Regions from separate parts of the Ovis aries genome. Here region 1 is linked to region 2. A link is a contact called in public Hi-C data. All regions are on one chromosome and are shown on one strand. Each heading gives the region's core, a stretch centred on a gene start, on an enhancer-like site or on the middle of the called end of the contact. The rest is flanking DNA. Distances are from core to core; before and after follow the strand shown.

Region 1 (4,737 bases), core at 1,037-3,536, 190 kb before region 2:
AATTTAGGTTGCAGGATTACGACTCAAAACCCATGTCAATGAGGCCATGAGCCTTTTGGGTTCAGATGGTCTTAACAGTAACAGATGCCACTTAAAAAGAAGCAGAGCAGAAAAGGAACACACAAGTGGTAACTGATGAACCATAATAGAAGAACTGCAGTACTCTGAGTGAAAACAGAAAGACTGAAAGAATTAGAGAAAGAGAGTAACTGGGTAAAAAACTTTTAAATGCCTTGTGATATAAAAGGAAGGAAAGAGGAGAACTTGGTCTACACCTTGAAGGGTAAATAGAGCAAAAGAAGGGTGATGATTTTCTCGGTCTTGTCTATGATGCAAAAGATGTGATAGTGAGCTGATGCAGTGAAATGCAGGTAGTGGGAGAGGAGAACTTGAGAATGAGGATGAATGGCTGGAGCTGAATCCACAGGAGATGAAAGGAAATGTAAACACACTGAGACAATCAACTCATCAAAAGCAGCGTTATACTTTTGGCTGATTCATGACGTTGTATGGCAGAAACCAGCACAATATTGTAAAGAAATTATCTTCCAATTAAAAATAAATTTTAAAAAAAAGAGCAGGGTTGGTTACTGTTAGGGTTGTTTTTTTTTTAAATTGTTTCCTATTTGATTTGTATTGCTCTGCAATGTAATCAGGCTCTGGTTACTCTTGAGATGCCACGTTCGGTTATTAGCATTGGCTTCACTCTTTCCCCTCCCCACACTCCCCTTGGCCCTTTGGCCTTGATGAAAACATGTGACAAAGGAAGAAAAGGAGCTGAAACAGTGTGAGCACCTCTGTGGATGTGATACCATGCCAAACACTTAACAATAATTTTCATTTAATCCTTACAATACTAGAACACAAGCTCCAAGAAGGCACAAATTTCTTTTGTTCTCTGATATACCCCAAGCACCTAACACAGTTCTTAGTACAAGACTGGCCCTCAACAAATATTTAGTGAATGAACAAAGAGTCACCATGTTATTACTATCCCCATTTTAAAGATGAGAGGATGACTCAAAGGGGATAAGTAACATAATTAAAGTCATACACATAATAAGGGTGAAATTAAAAATATTTAACAACTAGTACACACCAGCACGGTCATTCGGAACTGATGCCAGCTGGTGCTAGAGGAGCTGGCTTCTGCTTCAACCTTTTAGTTGTGGGATCTTGGGTAGGTCCATGGGAGGGCTGCGGGTGAGGGAAGGTAAGACTCAGATATATACTGTCTACCAGTTTTGATAGTAAGTGATGCATCCAGGACTCAAACACACACTTATCTGACTAAAGCCTTCTAAATGAAGTAGGAAATGGTATCATTTGCAAAAAAATGAGGAGAGTAGGAGATAACTGGAGTTTAATAGAGTAGAAAAACATTCACAACAACTGCAATGGGAAACAAATGAATTAAAAATTGATTACTGAGCTCAATCTGTTGCCAGACAATTAGAGGAGAAAAAAAAAAAGATAGTCCAACCGTGGTAGGGTAAAGTGCAAGGAGGAATAAAAGAAATATGAATGGGCAGAGCAAAACTACAGGACGAAGATTTTCAATTCCAGGTAATTAATTTGGATATGCTTCAGTAAGACATGAAAAATCAACACTGGCTTTGGGCAAGAAAGGACTTGATGGAAGTTGTACCTCAAGATGAGTTTGTGCAAGGTAGAGAGGGAGAAGGGGAAGAGTGGAGAGCCACATGGGAGGGGTCCGTGGTCGAGAGCACTATATATTTGGGTGTGATTCACAGAGATGGCACTCAAAGTATCCAGGGGCAAGAGTTCAAAGAACAGTGCACCCTCAGCTTTTAGGAACACCTACATTCTGGTCACTGGCTTGTAGTCACTACCTCTCTGTGGCTGACATGGTTTTACTATAAAAAGTACTTAGTTATCGTTTTGGTTTTCTGTTTAAGTTAAAACAAAAGGGAGAAAGTACAGTTTAGATATAAGTGACATTTACCAAAGAAAGTTTTACTCTTTGTGGTTTTCTGTCAATAATTACCTATAATATCCTCAACCTTAGAGTCTCTTAGTTCATTAAGACACTTAAAATAAATTTGTGTATGTATTTAAACAGCTTTTAAAAAAATCCAAGACAACTATATGGGCAGGTTATTTTAATATAGACCCTGAGATTTCTGCACAAAAAACAAGTAAGCCTATTTATTTATACACTAACAAAAATAAAAAGCAGAAGTTGGTCACCTGTTGTTACTGCCCCAGAAAGGCACACACTGCCAACTGGCCAGGAACAACATTCATTCCTTCCACTCTCTCCTAGTAACAGCTGTTCTCTTTTTTTCTTCAAGCTGGCAAAGGTCACATTCAGTAGCAAACTTTCCACACCGATTTCTACATACAAAAAGCAAGAAGGCTGACGTAACAGGGTGTGGGGAGAGACAGCTGATTTTGTTCTATTTTAATTTCTCCTGGGCATTTACCAAGAATATTATTTTGGGCTTCTTTGATATTTGGAGCTACAACTATTAATCATTTCTCAGCAAAAAAAAAAAAAAAAAAAAAGGCATTCTGTTTATATGAAACTGGACTTAAAGATGATATAAGCAAATTTTGAAGCAGGCAAAAAACTATAGCAAAATTGTACAGTAACATTTACATCATTAATGGCTGCCTAATTAAAATGCATTATGCTAAGTGAAGAGGCCAAATTCAAAAGACTACATACTGTATGACTCCATTTACTACATGACATTATATGACATGCCATTTATATGACCTTATAGGATGGAGAACAGACTAGTGCTTGTCAGAGGTGGAGAATGGTGGGAGGAGCTGACTAAAGAAGAGAAATATGAGGGAATTTAGGGTGGCAACAGACTAGTTCTGTATCTTGGTTGTGTGGTGGTTACATAACCCTAAATTTTAAATTGTCGACAATTCACAGAACTGTATCCCCAAAGAGTGAATTTTACTATATACATTTTTTAAAATGTTAGCTTATGCCTCACATCACCTCTCTCTACTCCTTATTTCAAATCTCTTCGACAAGCTTCAAACAATAACCCCACCCCCTCCACCCAGCGAACACCTACTTGCCATTCCAGCTTCTTTCTATTCAGTTCCTCCTGGAATCTTTCCTTTGGTGTGGCAGGGTGGGGTCCTAAAGAGAGCTGAGGCTTTGTAGTCAGATACACCTAGTTGGGCTTACTTTTGGCATTCTCCCAGTTACTACTTGAGTGAGCATGAGCAAATTATCTATCTAACTAGCTCAGTTTCCTCATGCAGTGAATGCAAATAAATAGAATTTATGTACCTCCCTGTTGTAAACAAATTAAATGCTATTCCCTGATCTTTCTCCTCTGCCTACTGCCTTCAGAATCACTTTGAGTTTCCACAGACCTGCCTGATACGTACATAAAATTGTCACAACACTTAACTCATGTACTGAAATTATTTATCTCTGGCAAATAAAATGGCTCGGTGTCTCTCTCTGATTCCTAAATTCACAGAGGCCAGCATGTTCACTGACAGATAGTTAAACTGTTTGAAGAATACTGTGTCGACCTGATCTGGTCTTACTGTTAAAGAAGGAAATACTGGAAGAAAGAGAATCAGGAAGAAAAGGCTAGAACACTCTGAGACAGTCTGGGGTGGATGACTCAAGCAGGTTTCCCAAAATATCTACTAAGGTGTTGCATACTGAACTACAGCACAAAAACTGCAGATAATCTAAATTTTTAAAAACAGAGGCAAAGAGGATTATGCCAAAAACAATGAAATACCACATAACCATTAAAGGTAACTTCGTAGAAGACTATGTCAAAAAGAGTACCCCAAGTAACAACTCAACTTTTTGTTTAGAGCACTGGTTTTAAAAAAAGGGTTAAGTTCATAGATATAAAAAGATACACAACCAAAATGTTAAAAGGTGTCATCTCTCGGTGGTAGTGAGATTAGTAATGATATTTATTTTCTTTTCTGGGCATTTCAGAATTTACCAATTTATTACATGTTAATTCTAGAAAAATTGGAAACCACAGAATAATTATTTTAAAAGAAAAAACTAATCTAGATTTCACTAATGATGCTATTCCATGACCAAGACTCAGATGTCCAAAAATGGGGGTAAAATACATTATGCTGAATCCATATAATGAAACACTATGTATTTCCAAAGTAAAATAGATTATAAACTATATATCTTTGGGAAAGAAACAAGATATGAGAAGTTCCTCTATTGAGAAAGGATTTTAACTTGGAAGATCTATGAACAGATATACAGGAATATTTCATCAAATATTAACTACTGTATCTTTCTTTGAAAGTTTATTAAGAGACAACAAATTTCAGAAGACAATATAACATAGTGAATTAAGGAGAAAGTTCCTCCTAGAAACACAGTTTCTAAAGAATTTATTTAGTCTTTAGCTTAAAAAAATGATGCGTGCCTGCTTAGTCGTTCAGTTGTGATGCCATAGACTACAGCCCGTCAGGCTCCTCTCTCCATGAGATTTTCCTGGTAAGAATACTGGAGTGGGTTGTCATTTCCTTCTCCAGGGGATCTTCCCCATGGGATCACAAACTCCTCCCTCGCCAACCCCATATCCTGCACTGCCAGATGATTCTCTACCATTGAGCCACCTGGGAAACCCCAAAAAAAATTATAAACCGTAGCGATTTATCCAGGTATTATTTAAGCTTGTAAAACAAAGCATCCCATGTTCAGGTGAGAACACCTGATTAAGTTATTTCTCTCTTTGAGCCAAAGAG
Region 2 (5,166 bases), core at 1,769-4,268:
TATGGGGAGGGAGGTGGGAGGGGGGTTCATGTTTGGGAATGCATGTAAGAATTAAAGATTTTAAAATTTAAAAAAAAAAAATAAAATAAAAAAATAAAATAAAAGACAAAAAAAAAAAAGAAAAAAAAGAAAATCTTAAGATAGTTCAAGTAATCTGTTATACTAGTCACTGTCTCTAAGAAGTACAATACAATTACATTTAAAACCAATAACTAAAACAACGTGTTTTTTTTAAATTTTAATATCTTTAATTCTTACATGCGTTAAACAACGTGTTTTTAATTCTTATTTGAGAACTTAAAGTTTTATTTTCAAATAACTCATGGTTAAAGGGGAAATGACACTTATTTAGAATTGAAAAATGGAAATGCTACTAATCAAATCTTTCAAAATGCAGTTATAGTAGTATTTAGAGGGAAATTGGTAGCCTTAAATGCATTTCCTAAAAATCAAGTTAAAATAAATAAATTGTACTCAACAAAAAAAAAAAAAAGAATTTGTAAAAAAAAAAAAAAAAAAACACTGAAAAAAAAGCCGAATTCAATTACATAAATCACCTTAACTTAAAAAATTAAATAACATAAAGCATAATGTAATGGGAAATTACAATGAAATCAAAATAAGAAAATTAAAAATCTTCCTGGCTGTTCATCACACTAAAAGAGCTGGAAAATAAAAGGCCAGTTGCAAATATAACAATTTCACTAATAAATAAGTTGTATTTATAAAGCATTATAAAAAAAAAAAAATAAAATATATAAACATATGCAAATGGCTACTTATATAGCCAAGACAAACTTGAAAAAAGAGCAAAGTTCAAGAATTCATGCTACTAGTCATGTTCATCTTAGAGCAAAAGTTTTGAACTACAAGAAATATTTTTTTTTCTGTTGTTGTTGTTGTTTTTTTTTTTGTAGTAAAAACCTTACGCCTGAAAACCTCTTTCTGAGACTTGAGATCCACTGGTGAGTTTAAAGAGAGTCATAGAAATCAGTGAATGACAGTTTCATGATTCAATTAATATTACACTTTGACCAGTGAAAGGGGAGAATGAAGACCATGTGGAGGAAGGAGAGAATGACTTCAGGGGAAGGAATGACAGAAAGTAACAGATGTAGCAGCCAAAGAGTAATAAGAAAATGTCTTTATCTTTTTGAGGAAGCCAGGTTGCAGGGTAGAAATCAGTGGGAATTTTTTAGTAATTTGAAATGGATGGTTTTTCTCAATAAAACAATTATAATTTCTTAAAAAAAAAAAAAAAAGTTCCAATGAAACTTGAAATAAGATACCATTCTAACAAAGTCCATAGTTAGACTTAAAGCATCTCTAAACCCAAGGCCAAGATTGCCCTCTTTAAGCATTTAGCAAAAAGAGTTCCACTGGAGAAAAATAATGGTGGAAAGTAGGGAGAAGAGAGGGGAGAGAAGAAGACAAAAGAGGGAGAGAAAAGAAGAGAGGCAAGAAGAAAGGAGAAAGGAGGAAGGAGAGGGAAGGGAACAAAAGATAAAACATACAACCAGAAAACTGGTCCTCAGCTCCAGGGCACTGATACATGGTCAAGGGCCCTGGTCCTGCCTATTTAACATAGATGGCAAGGTCCTCAAAATCCAATTACACAGCTCTGGAAACCAACACTCCTGGAAACACTACTTTACTAGATCTGTATAAATCCCCAACTATGAAACAACTGAGCCTCAATAATCAAATAATCACTTCCAATCACTGTTGTTGGCCTAGGACACGTTAATAGGTAAACTCTTCACTTTGTTATGTGCTTGCTCGCTCTCACTCACTTGCTCTCTCTCTCTGGGACCACAGATAACAAAGAGTCAATTCAGGTTGCTATTTAGTGACAGTATTAATGACAGATGAAAGCGAGAGAGGCCAGTTTGCACATGGGCAGACAAATAAACACTTTAAAAAAATAAGGGCCATAAGCATGCTTGGTATCTTTGAAGGGCACCCAGAATACTGCCTATTTTAAGTATCTACTGCTACCTCACTGGCTTACCAGAGTACCTAAAATGTTATTAGAAAAATCTAATCCTTAGGTTGCTGCTGCTGCTGCTGCTAAGTCGCTTCAGTCGTGTCCGACGCTGTGAGACCCTAGAGACAGTAGCCCACCAGGCTCTCCCGTCTCTGGGATTCTCCAGGCAAGAACACTGGAGTGGGTTGCCATTTACTTCTCCAATGCATGAAAGTGATTAGGTTAGGCTTTTATATTTCTAGAATTCTCCTTATTAAAATGCAAATAGTCATGAAAAAGTAATAGACTGGGTCTTTGACGCATCATATTGCTTGCCATCATAACATTAAACAGACAACAGAGCTGGCACCAATAGGATAGAAAAGCATTAATCAATAAGGGGAGGGAAAAAGGTATAATTTACAAAGTATTGTCTAGAGGGAATTTTTGAGTGAATTCCCTGAGAAAAACTGGGCACACAGAGATGAGTAAGAAAGCCCTAGGTCCTGGGAGAAATGGAAAAGGAAACAAGAGTTTGAGAAAACTGAAAAAGGGAAGTTCAAATCCCAATTTGGTTTCAGGCTGGCTGGGAGGGTCAACTCCCAAAGGTTATAATCCCAGAGCAGCTGCAGAGCATGAAGCAATCCTGAATACCAGCTCTAATATCTGGTTACCAGAAAGTCTGGGAAAAGCAGCAAAACAAACTCTTAAGGCCAGTGACTGCCAATGGCATATATCAAATACAGTATAAGAGATTTCTAAACCTCTCTGTCCCCCTATCCACATTCTTCACCCCAAACCAGAAGAAAAACTAATAAGGGAGGTGAGGGGAGGCATGCAGAGAGAAATGTAGATTTGTGTAATTTGCAAAAATTCTCCAAATGATCCAAATGCTTGTGACATGTATGGTTCCTCTACAGCGACAAGCTCCTTCATCTACCTAAGTCTAATCAGATCCCCAGTCCACCAAAATGATAAGCAGGTCCAACACATTTTCAGTCCCAAACATTTCTTAAAATTTTTCTGTTTTGAACTGGAACATGATTTTGAGTGCCACCTAGTGGAAGAGACAGAGTCAACCACAAATTAAACTAAGAATAAGCAATCTTAAAGTATCAAATGTTATTTTTTATATTCTAACAGCTGAAGACAGTTTCCCAAAATGCCGCTATATGAAAGATGATTTTAGGTAGCACAAGGATAAATGCTATTTTAACTCCTTTGTATTTACTGCAATGTGTACTTTGGCCACCTCATGCGGAGAGTTGACTCACTGGAAAAGACTGATGCTGGGAGGGATTGGGGGCAGGAGGAGAAGGGGACGACAGAGGACGAGATGGCTGGGTGGCATCACTGACTTGATGGACGTGAGTCTGAGTGAACTCCGGGAGCTGGTGATGGACAGGGAGGCCTGGCGTGCTGTGATTCATGGGGTCGCAAAGAGTTGGACACAACTGAGCGACTGAACTGAACTGAACTGATACTAGAAAAAAGTATAAATGATACTTCATCATTTCACAAACATGTGAAGATAAGGCTAAATTAACACTAATTTTTTCAAAGTTAATAAATTAAAAAATACAGTATATCTGAGATTTATGTATATAAAATGAAATAACCCACATTTTAGTAGAAATAACAATATTTTAAGATATTCCTGTTTTTTTCCCTCATCAAATAAGTTCCTGAAATTATTCCACAAGAAAATTAGCATTCAATACTGCTAAACTCCTATAAAAATTTGCCTTCCTTAAAACATGCTTACCTAGACAGTTATCCTATGATTGAAAATAGTTGATTCCCTCTTATTTTGACAAATTTCATTATAGAAAACATACTTCCACTTAATCTAAATGGTTAAATACTCAGAGAACTGTTTGAACTCCTGCCAACCTATTGCAGTAGAATGCACTTTAATGACCTATGTTCTATCGTCACAGTGGTCAATTATTTATCATAGAATTCAGAGGTTTCAAGAGAGTTCTGAGCATTTAATCAGCATTCATTAGTCCTTCTATTCACTGATACTGAAACATACAAGTGAAAATTATAAGATTCATTTCATTGTCTTCTCTGATGGCCACTACATGTCTCATGTGATAAATTTCATACTGCTCAAGCTGCTAAAAAAGTCTAAAAAATTAAGTATCTGGAAAATGGAAACAGGATTATCAAGAATAGTTTAAACCAATCCTCTTTCATCTCCTGGATTGGAAACTGCTTAGAGCCTTAACAAAATCAGCATTTTTTGCCATCATCACGTTAAACAGACAATAGAGCTGTGCCCGAATAGGATAGATAAGTGATAGTGAATAAGGGGAGGAAGAAAAAGTATAATTTACAAAGCATTGTCTAGAGGGGATTTTTGAGTGAATTCCCTGAGAAAAACTGGCACAAAGAGATGAGTAAGAAAGCCCTAGATCCTGGGAGAAATAGAAGAGGAAACAGAGTTTGAGAAAACTGGAAAACAGAAGTTCAAGGAATAGATGGGGTTGTTGAATAGTCGGGTATTTACCTAACAGTAACTGCCACATGTCCCACTTAAGGCACTCAGTTTCTTTCTGAGGAGACAACACTCTTACAGTTTCCTATTTACTCCCCTGGACTCATTTATACATATTTGCATTATATATAACTTATTAATGTCTTTACCCAAATGGCAGTATACTATATACACTGACTGCTCTGCACTTCACTTTTTTCATTTAACAAAATAAGTTGAAGACTTGTTCCATTTTGATATATAATAAAGTCACTTCCTTCTTTTTAATGGGTGAAAAATATTCCATTGTATCAAGGCACCATAATTTATCCAGTCCTATAAGAAAAGACATTTTTGTTGTTTTCAATCTTTTGCTATTATAAAGAAACAGGGCATCAAACAACTCTGGACATATACTATTTGACATTGCAAATTAATGTTTAGAAGTGAAACTGCTGGGCGATGTAAACTTTGGCATCGGTTGCTGGCATTTTTTTTGGTGAGGGGCAGATCACATTAATTTTGTGGGTTAAAATTTAAAGAGCATGACACTGTATTTTAGAGTCTTCCCTACTAAGAACAGAATATCCCTTTGTGTTACATGTAATATCTTATTAACTCTAAAATACACACTTAGTCCTTTCTAAAATATGGATGCATCTAATAATCCAGGACATCTTTTAATCACTGTCAGCCAGGTGGCAGTCATGAAAGTAAC

What was found. Hi-C and Micro-C count contacts between places; a contact is called where the count stands out from the background.
Region 1: a contact with region 2 is called in a Hi-C map of tail adipose tissue, with 4 times the contacts expected there. The contact joins two enhancer-like sites. A contact is called at or near these places in 3 of 16 Hi-C or Micro-C datasets (hypothalamus, omental adipose tissue and tail adipose tissue).

The regions. Positions count from the first base shown.
Region 1 is chr16:23,835,265-23,840,001 of ARS-UI_Ramb_v3.0, reverse strand. PLPP1 (phospholipid phosphatase 1) reads right to left here. Exons shown (of 6, transcript XM_060400430.1): 1 at 1-4,737. Among named protein-coding and RNA genes, the nearest start is that of PLPP1, 22 kb to the right of the region's middle. Within about 2 kb of position 2,286, at least 14 of the 54 cell types and tissues checked have an H3K27ac peak or open chromatin away from gene starts, as enhancers often do. A contact at or near this core is called in tail adipose tissue, where this site is marked.
Region 2 is chr16:23,648,438-23,653,603 of ARS-UI_Ramb_v3.0, reverse strand. All of the region lies in intron 2 of SLC38A9 (solute carrier family 38 member 9), which reads right to left. Among named protein-coding and RNA genes, the nearest start is that of SLC38A9, 17 kb to the right of the region's middle. Within about 2 kb of position 3,018, at least 3 of the 54 cell types and tissues checked have an H3K27ac peak or open chromatin away from gene starts, as enhancers often do. A contact at or near this core is called in tail adipose tissue, where this site is marked.